Regions from separate parts of the Oryctolagus cuniculus genome. Here region 1 is linked to region 2. The links are chromatin contacts, called in public Hi-C maps. All regions are on one chromosome and are shown on one strand. The core of a region is the stretch at or near the end of the contact, and the rest is flanking DNA. Distances in the headings are between cores, read along the strand shown. Region 1 has its middle 8.8 kb from the start of TMEM192. Region 2 overlaps KLHL2 (kelch like family member 2).

What was found. A called contact is a pair of places that touch in the nucleus more often than the background predicts.
Region 1: a contact with region 2 is called in a Hi-C map of an unstated tissue, with 6 times the contacts expected there. The contact joins two enhancer-like sites. A contact is called at or near these places in 2 of 6 Hi-C or Micro-C datasets (liver and an unstated tissue).

What each region holds. Positions count from the first base shown.
Region 1 is chr8:131,721,464-131,727,248 of mOryCun1.1, forward strand. No RefSeq gene overlaps it. Among named protein-coding and RNA genes, the nearest start is that of TMEM192, 8.8 kb to the right of the region's middle. Within about 2 kb of position 4,203, at least 1 of the 8 cell types and tissues checked has an H3K27ac peak or open chromatin away from gene starts, as enhancers often do.
Region 2 is chr8:131,562,757-131,568,452 of mOryCun1.1, forward strand. It overlaps KLHL2 (kelch like family member 2), which reads right to left. Exons shown (of 15, transcript XM_008273508.4): 5 at 2,968-3,130. Among named protein-coding and RNA genes, the nearest start is that of MSMO1, 59 kb to the left of the region's middle. Within about 2 kb of position 3,520, at least 1 of the 8 cell types and tissues checked has an H3K27ac peak or open chromatin away from gene starts, as enhancers often do.

The sequences.
Region 1 (5,785 bases), core at 2,953-5,452, 160 kb after region 2:
TTTGTTAAACTCCTAATACTGAATATCTTAGAATATAACCACATTTGGTAATAAGGTCTTGAAAGATGTAATTAAGCTAAAATGAGGTCTTTAGGGTGAGCCCTATAGGCGCAGAAAAACGTAATGCTTTCCCTAGCCTATCATGAGAGCCATAGTCATCACTCCTAGAATGAAAGACAGGGGGTGGGCATTGTGGTGACTTGGATGATCTGTGTCTTGGGATGCCAACATCGCATATCACAGTGCCTCGGATGGAGTCCTGCTTCCTCTTTTAATCCAGCTTCCTGTTAAATGTGTACCCTGAGAGGCAGCAAATAATGGCTCAAGCACATGGGTTCCTGCCACCCAATGCGGGAGACCCGGATGGAGTTCCTTGCTCTCATTATTGGCCTGGCCCAGCCTTGGTTGTTGTGAGCAATTGGGGAGTGAACTGGTAGATGGAGGATCTCTCTCTCTCTCTTTCTCTGCCTTTCAAGTAGATAAATTTTTACAAAAGCAAAAACAGGTTAACAAGAGAAAAATAATATGTGTTTTTGATCATAGTTTTATATGACAGAGGAGCCTTCAGAGACAAAGACCCATAGGAACCATATCTTTCTATGTTTGGTTCCCAGAAATGGCCTGATCTAATGGGAATAGACGGAGGGGAAAACCAGCAAAACCTGTGTTCAGACTCTGTGGGCCCTCTGCAGCATTCATTCCTATTGGGTATGGGGCAGGACTTTTCTGGAGTGAAGGTCTTATGTCTTCTATCAGACAAGGTAGGCCAGGGAACTTCTTTATGGTCAGCTGTTTCGCAGAAAGGGAGGCAGGTTTGAGTAATATTCTTACATTTTATGGGCTGGATTGGGGGGAAGGAGTTCTGATTTCTGTGACCCACCCTAGTGGAGAGGATTCTAGTTGCTATGACTTGCCTTGAGGGCAGGACAAAGTCAGAGGGAGCTTGCCTCTGGCACTGCTCCTGAGGCCTTGCAATCTCCTTCAAATTACTCAGCACACCAAAGACTATACACTGGAGTATGGTGTTTTTCTTATGAGAGGAAATTTGTAATAAACATTGTAATAAACCCGCTGTGGCGCAGTGGGTTAAAGCCCTGGCCTGAGGCGCCAGCATCCCATATGGGCGCCAGTTCTAGTCCCGGCTGCTCCTCTTCCTATCCAGCTCTCTGCTATGGCCTGGGAAAGCAGTAGAAGATGGTCCAGGTCCTTGGGCCCCTGCACCTGTGTGGGAGACCTGGGAGAAGCACCTGGCTCCTGGTTTCGGTTTGGCGCAGCTCCAGCTGTTGTGGCCATCCAGGGAGTGAACCAGTGGATGGAAGACCTCTCTCTCTCTACCTCTCTCTGTAACTCTTTCAAATAAATAAAATAAATCTTTTTAAAAAATTATAGGCATAGTGGAAAGATCATGAGCAGACAGAAGACAGGCATCTAACAAAACCAGGAAGAGGACTAAGAAGAAATAAACAAAAAGTTGCCACCACTTTGATCTCAGACTTCTGGTCTCCACAGTGGTAGGAAAACAAACTTCTATTGTGCAAGCCACGCAGTGTGTGGTACTTTGTGCTACAGCAGCCCCAGCAAGCTGATATGTCTGGCTCGCTGCCTTGCAAACAATAGGAGCTGAAAAATGTGAATTTTGTTTCACAAAAATCAGTTATCGCATGTTTCTCCGATCTTATGAAGCAACATCCCAGTGAACTGGAGCAAAAGTAAGTAGCTAAACCTTCTTTCCCAGACCAAAGATACTGCAGAAACTTGAGCTTAACCCAACAAGTAAATATAAACACCATGTTTCAAATACTGGCAAATCATTTCCCATTCCTTCCCCTTTTAGAAACAGATGGCAGGAAATCTTAAAAGATTTCTCATAAACAGCCAATAGAAAAGAGAACATTTATAATACTTATAATCCAAATAATTTTTGTGTTGGCTTAATTTCATCACTGTTACTAAGTTAGTAGGTGGGGTACTTGACGGAGTCTCTAAAATTTCTAAAGATGTCTGTGACCAGGCGTCGGATACCCTCAAGTCTGTCAAGCACTCACACTTGGACTAACAATAGTGGAGAGGAAGAAAACCTCCTAATAATCAGTCAGGTGCTCCGGAAAACACAACTTTTATTCCTTCCTTAGCCTTCTTTTGGTAGAATAAAGCCAGCAGAGAACAAAAGGAAGTGACTCCTCTGTCTTCATTATGCTTTATATGTTCTAGGGTAAAGGTCACGTGATGTCTTTTCCCAGAGCAGAAATGAAACTCCCTAAAGTTTGCAGACTGATTTGAATATATATGATGAAAAATTACAAGAATGAGCTGAAACTCAACATCTGCAAAGAGAGGCCAGCGTGTGATACAGCAGGTTAAGGGGCTGCCTGAAGTGCCAGCATCCCATACGGGCACCACTTTGAGTCCGCTTCTGATGCAGTTCCCTGGGAAAGCAGCAAAGCACCCGAGTGCTTGGGCCCTTGCCACCCATCTGAGAGACCCGAATGAAGTTCCAGGCTACTGGCTTCAGCCTCCCCCAGCTCCAACTAATGTAGCCATTTGGAGAGTCAACCAGGAGATAAGACATCCTGCCTTCCTCCCACTCCGTAACTCTTCCTTTCAAATAAATAAATACATATTATTAAAAAAATCTGCATGGGGGCTAGCGTAATGGCACAGTGGGTTAAGCTATGCTTATGACACTGATATCATTTATGACATCATTTATGGGTATGGGTTCAAATCTCTGCTGTTCCACTTCTGATCCAATTCCTGGCTAACGCACCTAGGAAGGCAGCAGAAGATGGCCCAAGTGCTTGGGTCCCTGTCACCCATATGGGAGACCTGGATGGAGTACTAGGCTCTTGGCTTCAGCCTGGACCAGCCTTGGCAGTTATAGCCACTCTCTCTACTTCATTCTCTATCACTCTACCTTTCAAATAAACAAATAAATCTTTTTTTAAACCTGCAATGAAAGTGTTCTATGCTGTTCCTCATTTAGTTTATAACTCTCAACCAACTAAGATTTCCATAAAGGCAATACTGAAGAAATTGAGTTTAAAAAAAAATTAATATTTGTTTACTCAAAAGACAGAGAGACAAACAGAGCACCCATCCTCTGGTTCTCTCCCCAAATGCTCACAACAGTCAAGGATGGGCCAGGTAGAAGCCAGGAGCCAGGAACTCAATGCAGGTCTCCCGACAGATGGCAGCGACTCAACTACTTGAGCCATCACCTGCTGCCTCTCAGGGTGAGCATTAGCAGAAATCCGGAATCAGGCGCAGAACGGGATTCAAATCCAGGCACTCCAGTGTGGGATGTGGCTGTCCCAAACAGCATTTTAACTGGTATGCCCCTGATCCTGAAGAACATGCTGCTTAGAAGAGACTGAATGCATAAAATCAGTTTCTATGTAACACAGCAATCTTATCAAAGTTTTCCAATCTTGCTATTTTAAAATAATTCCAGAAACTGAAAAGACTTTGTCCCATCAGAAATGTCTGCCTTATTGTGGTTGTTGTTGGTAGTGGTGGTGGCAGCGGCGGCGTGTTAAACCATGGACTACAGGGTCATATGTACTTAGCTTTATCACCTGACGCAGTTGTGTGACTGGTGAAATCATCTAGCTTCTTTGAGTCTCATTGTCCTTTCCTGGAAAATGAGTATAATACCATCTCATAAAATTTAGATTTAATGGGAACAGCAACATAAAACCTGATGTATAATGGGCACTGAGTAAGTCTTTATCTCCATTCCCTGTTCTTGAGAAGAGGAAATAAAGGCACCTTAATGTCCTTCCTCAACCTTGCAGCTAAAGCGTTCTGGTTATGCCGACTGGCTGTGTGCTTTTGCCCTGCACAAGGAGGAGGGTATCCGGTGATGATGTGTCTGCTGCAGATCGCGATGAGGATGACCCCTGAGGCAGTTAAGTCTTCCCTTTCTAAGCTCTTTCTCTGGATATTTCGGTTTATCAGCTTCCTAGCCCAACGCCTGACACATACTCAGTGCTATTCAAATAATCACTCACTTTACTTCTTCGGGAGTCATTAAAAGCCTCTTCAAACATGGCACAGAAGGGAACACGAACCTCTGTCTTCAAGAGTTAGCCAGAAACGCTCCATGGAGGTCTCCTTTGGAAGAGAACAGAAGACCCTTGATCCGAGTGGGCCACCTCCTTCTTACTAACAGAGAAGCAGCGCCGCTCAGTGGGCAGGATGACAACTGCACCTCTAAATGCAAGCATGTTTGCGGGGAATCTTCAATTACCTTGTTTAGATTACTAGGGGGCACCCTTGAGGTTCCTTAACGTTTCCTGATGGTTTGCAGTGAGCACAAGCTGCACTGACCTCGCTGGCTGCTCCTAAGGAGCAGCCACCAGGCCGGCGTAAGGGACATGGTGTGGAGGACAGGAGGAGGAAAGACTGATGAGGTGGAGCCAATTTCATACCAATTTCTTCTCTGAGTTTGGTTGGAAGAAAATATTTTGATAAGCTTCATGGGGTAAGGATAGAGTATCAGAAGCTGTCTCAAGTTTGGCCTTGTGGCATAGCAGGTGGACATATTTGGGGACACCAGCATCCCATATCAGAATGCTAGATTGTGTTCTGTTGCTCCATTTCTGATCCAGCTCCCTGTAATGTGCCTGGGAAGTCAGCTGAAGATGACCCAAGTCCTTGGGCCTCTGCACCATGTAGGAAACCCAGAAGAAGCAGCTACTGGCTTCGGCCTGGCCTAGCCCTGATCATTGCAGCCATTTGGGGAGTGAACCAGCAGATGGAAGATCTCTCTCTCTCTCTCTCTCTCTCTCTTTCCTTCTCACTCTAACTCTTTCAAATAAATAAATAAATATAAAAAAGAAAGAGTCTTTTTCAGTCTTTTGTAGGACATACTTTCTTTCATCCCAAACAGTATGGTATATACATCTCTGCCTTCCGTCTCTGAATGCTTGGGAGTTGTCATATTGTCTCAAAGAGTCCTTTTATTTTTAGCACACTCTCAGAGGCAGTGAACAAGTCTTCATATCCAAAAACTCACCTTAAACTCCAGTTCTACAACTTACTGCTCTGAGTCCCACTTTCCCTATCTATAAAATGGACAAAATAACAATTATCTCCTAAGATTAAATTCTTTACCCTATATGGGGTTGGCACAGACGAGGAACTCATGAAATGATTTAGCTCCCTTCCTGTCTACCCGCTACCCCTTCCCACTGTCTTGTAATCTGCAGGAGAGGGGACCAGGTGCACACAATTCTCTGCAGGCCTCCATGTAGCACGGCATGTAATTAAGTACTTAATAAACGCGTTTTGATTAAGTTCAGCATCATCCTAGCAGGCGAGAAGCACTTTGCTCAATCACTCTGATGAGATGTTTTCCCTTGGCGGAAGTTCATGGCACCGGTGCACAGTTCAGGATGTTGTTTTGGCAAACCACATAAGGACGCTTCGATTTATTTCTCCCCAAGATGGGAAGCAAATTCTCACACCTGTCTCACACTTCAATTCTCTGCTTTAGCTGTGTAATCTGAGGGCCTGTCCTTTCGCCAATACTGTAGTTAAGGAACCTATAGGCAAGCAGGCTGAGAAGCCAGGGGCTAGAGCAGTGAGTGGGTTTGTTGCTCATTGCTGTCAGCACCCCTGCACCCTCCCACAGGTCAGGGACAGAGCGGGCAGCTCTGCCTTCTGCGGAGGATTTCAGAACAGGTGTCCTTAGCCGGGATCTCCTGCCCTTCTCCCCTCACCGATTTCTATGGGAATCCAACTGAAACCAGGGGGTTGTGGAGTCTGTGGCATAATCAGAGTA
Region 2 (5,696 bases), core at 2,270-4,769:
AATAACAAAAGTTTGTAAAAATTCATCAGGTTGTGACTTAACGATTTGTGTGTTTTTCTATATGTATATCAGATTTCATTAAAAAGTCTACAGATTAAAAAAAGAGGAAGGGGAAATATAAAGGGTTTCAGATGAAACGAGGTTATCCACAAGTTGACAACTGTTCAAACAGGTGAGTACTGTTCCATTTTTGTATATGTTTCTAACTTTTCATAATTAAAGATATTTTAAATGCTATTTATAAATCCAAGAAACTCAAGCAAATACCAGATTCAGAAGCATGGTATGAACGTGGGAAGTGCTTGAACCCCTGCTACCCATATGGGAGACCTCAGATGAAGCTCCTGGCTTTGGCCTGGCCCAGCCCCAGCTGTTGTAACCATTTGGCACGGAAGATGATCTCCGTCTCTCCACTTCATGCTATATAACTCTGCTTTTCAAATAAAGAAATAATTTTTAACAGTAAAATAAAATATAGTACACTAAAAATTTAAAAATCAGTATTTATATTTTTATGAAAGTGACAAGAATTTGTATTTTTAAAGAAATGTATTTATTTATCTGAAAGGCAGAGAGAGAGACAGAAAGAGAGAGAGATCTTCCATCTACTGGTTCACTCCCCAAATGGCCAGGAACTTCATCTGGATCTCCTACGTGGGTGGCAGTCACTAAAGCACTTGGGCCACCTTCTGCTGCTTTCCCTGGCACGTTATCAGGGAGCTGGATTGAAACTAGAGCAGTCGGGACTCAAACTGGCACTACAACATCGGAAGTTGGGGTCGCAAGCAGCACCTTAACTTACTGTGCCTCAATGCTGGCCTTGCCAGTAAATTTCCCACCAAAAAAAAAAAAACAAAAACAAAAACAACTGTTGGCATAATTATAATAAACAACTTGCACATTAATATCTGGAGTTCTATTTCTGGTAAGAAAATTTTCATGTTTTGTAGTACAATGTAATAAATTTAAGATTCTCAAATAGAAGAGAAATCAAATCTAACTCCTGAAAACACAGTAAATGAGTTGTTTCTGATATAAGTAAAACCATGAGTATTCATGTGAATTCTGGGTATCTGTTGCATTAATCCTCAGGTAACCCCAACCCACCCCGAAGTCAGGAATCTTTACCACTGTGGAGACAATTAACAACCTAGCAACTATATAATGTTGATGGTTGCTTCATACAGGAAAAAACTGCCCTAAATATTCGACCCTCCTTAGTTTTCTTAATATACATAACTTATAAGAGGCACATTATGGCTAGAATTTAGTGGAGTTTAGATTTAGAAGGAATATTTCTACTTGGCTGAGGAACAGAATTGGCCATATTAGAACATATCAATGAATTCACATTTATCTTTTAAAGGCTTTTTTTTTTTTAATATTTACCTACTTCATTTGAAAGTCGGAGTTACACAGAGAGAGAAGAGGCAGAGAGAGAGAGAGAGAGAGACAGAGAGAGAGAGAGAGAGAGAGAGAGAGAGACAGAGAGACAGAGAGGTCTTCCATTGGCTGGTTCACTCCCCAGTTGGCCACAGTGGCTGGAGCTGCGCCGATCGGAAGCCAGGAGCCAGGAGCTTCCTCAAGGTCTCCCGTGTGGCTGCAGGGACTCAAGGACTTGGGCCATCCTCGTCTGCTTTCCCAGGCCACAGCAGAGAGTTGGATCGGAAGTGGAGCAGCCAGATCTCAAACCGGTGCCCACATGGGATGCCGGCACTGAAGGCGGCGGCTTCACCAGCTACACCACAGTGCCGGCCCTTAAATGCTTTCAAAATGCTTCAACTCACTCAAAAGGACTACATGAACACTGTTATGTATCACAGCATTCCCAAATTACAGGAGGGCTGAGTTCTAAGAGCTCATCCACAATCAGCTTCCCCAAACTCAAATCACACTTTCCCATGGAAACCACTTTATAAAGGGTAACTAGGCCACCAGATCACCCCACAGGAATCTACGGAATTCAAATTTATCAGACTTCTTGTGCCTTACTGAAGCATTGCGTCTTTCTCCCAACTAACCACTAGGAAGATTTCTTTCCAATGCTAAGGTCTATGTACCGAAACTCCCTCCCTCACTACAGCAAGCATACTGCAGGAAGCAGTTTAGACACAGGGCCCTGCATCTGAAAGCTAGGGAAGTTGAGGATCCTGAGGTTATTATGGGGGCAATGACTGTAACTCCTCCTCCTGGGTTTTAGATGCAAGGTAGAATCTTGTAGGCAGGCAGGAGATTGTAATTTCTACCAGGTTTATCTTCACAGGAAGACAAATTAAAAAAAATTAGAAACATCCTAGTAATCACTTTTAATATGTATTTTTAAAAGTATACAAACTCAGAGAAAAACTGTAGGTTACCTTTATAAACTTGTATAACATGAATCTCTACTCCCTTACTGGAGATGCACGGTAGGTAGGGGAGCGATGAGAGTCAAAGTGATGACAAGAGCAGCAGCACACCAACTCCATCCCAAAGAGAAGCCAGCAGGCAGTCACAGAAACCAAGGTCTAAGGAAAGGGCTGCTCACATCTGGGGTTCACTTTTCTACTCCATGTGAATGTGATCTAGAGTTCTCTACTTTGAAGATGTTTTAAGCCACAAAGCTTATTTTCACAAATTCAAGAAAAAGGCATCAAAAATTGCAGAGATATAACTAACATGCACATAGTTTCTTACACAGCTATTAATCTGACGATGTGAAAGAAAAATACACAGGGATTCAGTATCTGCATAAAATTAGCCATTCCATTATTCAGGCTCCACACCAATGTACAGTTGCTTTTTTCTTACGTTTTCAATTTTGTGAGCATGTTTCTATTAGGCAGTGCTCTCATTAAAAGATTCTGGATCTATTTTTATAAAAGCCAGGTCTAGAAACATGACACAACTCTCCAGAGACCACTGCAGAATCAGGCAAGAACTCAAGGGTTCCAGACTTTGGCTTCATGCCCAGCTGATCGCACTTGCCTGCATAGGTGTTAGCCTTGTTCAAGAGGTCTGTGCACGCATGCATATCAGCAAAAGCCCGGATTCCTAGGCAGTTCACAGGGTGAAGCTGGGATTCCAAAAATTCACAGCAAGTCTTCTTCACATCCTGTAACTGTAACAGACCAGCTGCTGGGAGAAGTACCTGCAAGATACAGAGGAAGGAGATCAGGTGACCAGCTGGTCAACGGTCCCATCTCTCATTTATTGCCGCTACACAGGGGGGCACAAGAGGTCCAGCCATTCACATTCACACCCCAAAATTACACAGAAAACAAATGTAACAATTATTTGCAAAAATGGCGATGACTCTTCACTCTTCACTTTCTCCCTAATTCCCTTCAAGGGCCTCCTCTCTGTGGTCAGAGGAACACAGACACCAAATCATGTTAGATTAATGGTTCATTTTGTAAGGAAAAACAAAACGTTCCTGTTGAGTTGTGAAAACACAAAGCATTAGGATGCTAGAGGGTGCTATGGTTCAGTGAAACAGCTGGCTCCTTTGGTTCAAGCAGGCAGGAGCTGCAATGGTTTGTGGGAAGTGGGGGCAGGGTGACACACATCACAAAACGCCTCATTTTGCAGAGGCTTTTGTTTTGCCCTGTCTCAGTGATGCAATAAACTGTTTCCCTCAGCAGGTGGAACATCTGAAACCCAACAATCTCTAGCTACAAGCACACTGTTTCTCTAGAATGTGCTAAAAAACAACATAAGAGGTGACTACCTAACTGTAACTTAAATTTGTATTTTTTATTCAAATAAATAAGCAATTTTATATTACTTAAAGTGGTGGAATTTAACCAATGTCTTCACTATAAATCCTATATCCAACACTATCATTGCTTTTCAAATAGGTCAACAATGGAAACATTTTCCTTATTAAGTGAATTAGTAAGTTTTATGTTAAGGACCATATCTGAAAGTCAAATTAAGAAGAAAAACTTTACTTTAAAAAAGTTACTTAACATCTGCTTTCTTTTATGAAAGTCAAAAAAAAAAAAAACCCTTAACTATTAGAACAATGGTCAATTTTAGAAAAGATCACATTAGCATAAAAAAAACACCCTGTGAGTTCTTTCAGGAGTTCATTTACATATACACCATCCTTCAGCCCACAACACTGAGGTGCAAAGAGAACAGAGCAAAGAAATGGTGGTTTTTAATATCTTTTATGATGCTCCTGAATCTTCATAATAAGTTCTGAATGTGGAAAGAGAGCATTCATACCTTTCTGAAACACAAAATGCTCTTATTTTCTTAGAGAGCTCGTAAGCTTTCACTCTCAGATCTAAAGTGTGTGTGGCTGCACATGTGTGTGTATGTATACATGCATGTGTGCACAAATGAACAAAATTAAGAACTTAAAGGTGTGACTTTCTGTGTTTCAGCCCGACTTACCAACTACTAATAGTTTTCTCTGAAACAAAAGGAAACAGTATGTAGATAATGCCTTTTCCTTCTGACTTTAAGAACAATGAAATATAAATAATATTGCTCTAGCCAAAGCTATTGCATAATATGTACAGTGTGTTTCATTACTTGATGGGGATGGATCTCCACGGAAGGCTTTAATTTGTTGATAATTTTCCAGTCAGAGGTTTCCCTTTGCTGATATAATTGTACTCTGAAGCAAAGTAAAGAACATTCCAAGATGGTTAACAGTGCAGCCATTTAATTCAGCACACACATCCAGTCTAGAAAGTGGTCTTCAGAGTGATATTCAGTTTCTGGAATGATCACCCATCTCACCAGCATTTCCCAGAGACAACACTGTGTGGTACAGCAGTGTTCAAAGTGTTTGCTGACAGAAACGCACAGGGAAACCTGGTTCAGCAGAAACTGGCTGGCTCTTGCGCTGAGAGTATATGCTGGCTCAATTATGAACAATCTGTTTATTTCAATCAACATTACAAGCCCTTTAAAATACAGATACAGAAACATATGAACAACATCTCACACTTACAAGGTATTCACTACCACAGTAGACTAAATGTCCATCACAAGGAGACTGGTCAAATAACTACAAGCATCCATTCAAAGCAATGTTTTTTCTAGTCATTCAAAAAAAAGAGGACACTACACAAATGGGACTACTTCTAAGATACATTCTTAAGTGTAAAAAAAAGTGATCAGTGCATATTTTGCTATCACAAATGTACACACCTATATTTACATACATGTATCTACCTTAATTATATGTGCCTATATATTATTATTTTTTTTTTTTGACAGGCAGAGTGGACAGTGAGAGAGAGAGACAGAGAGAAAGTTCTTCCTTTACCGTTGGTTCACCCTCCAATGGCTGCCGCGGTCGGCGCACTGCGGCCGGCACACCACGCTGATCTGAAGCCAGGAGCCAGGTGCTTCTGGTCTCTCATAAGGATGCAGGGCCCAAGGACTTAGGCCATCCTCCACTGCACTCCTGGGCCATAGCAGAGAGCTGGCCTGGAAAAGGGACAACTGGCACAGAATCCGGTGTCCCAACCAGGACTAGAACCTGGTGTGCCGGCACCGCAGGCAGAGGATTAGCCTATTGAGCCGCGGCGCCGGCCTATAATATATTTTTAGTGGCAATGAGGAGTCCAGTGATTCCATGCTTGGTAAACTCATATTACACACCATGTAAATGTGAGTCAAAAGGGGCCAGTGCTATGGCACAGCGGGTTAAAGCCCCGATCTGCACACTGGCATTCCATATGGGAAATGAAAAT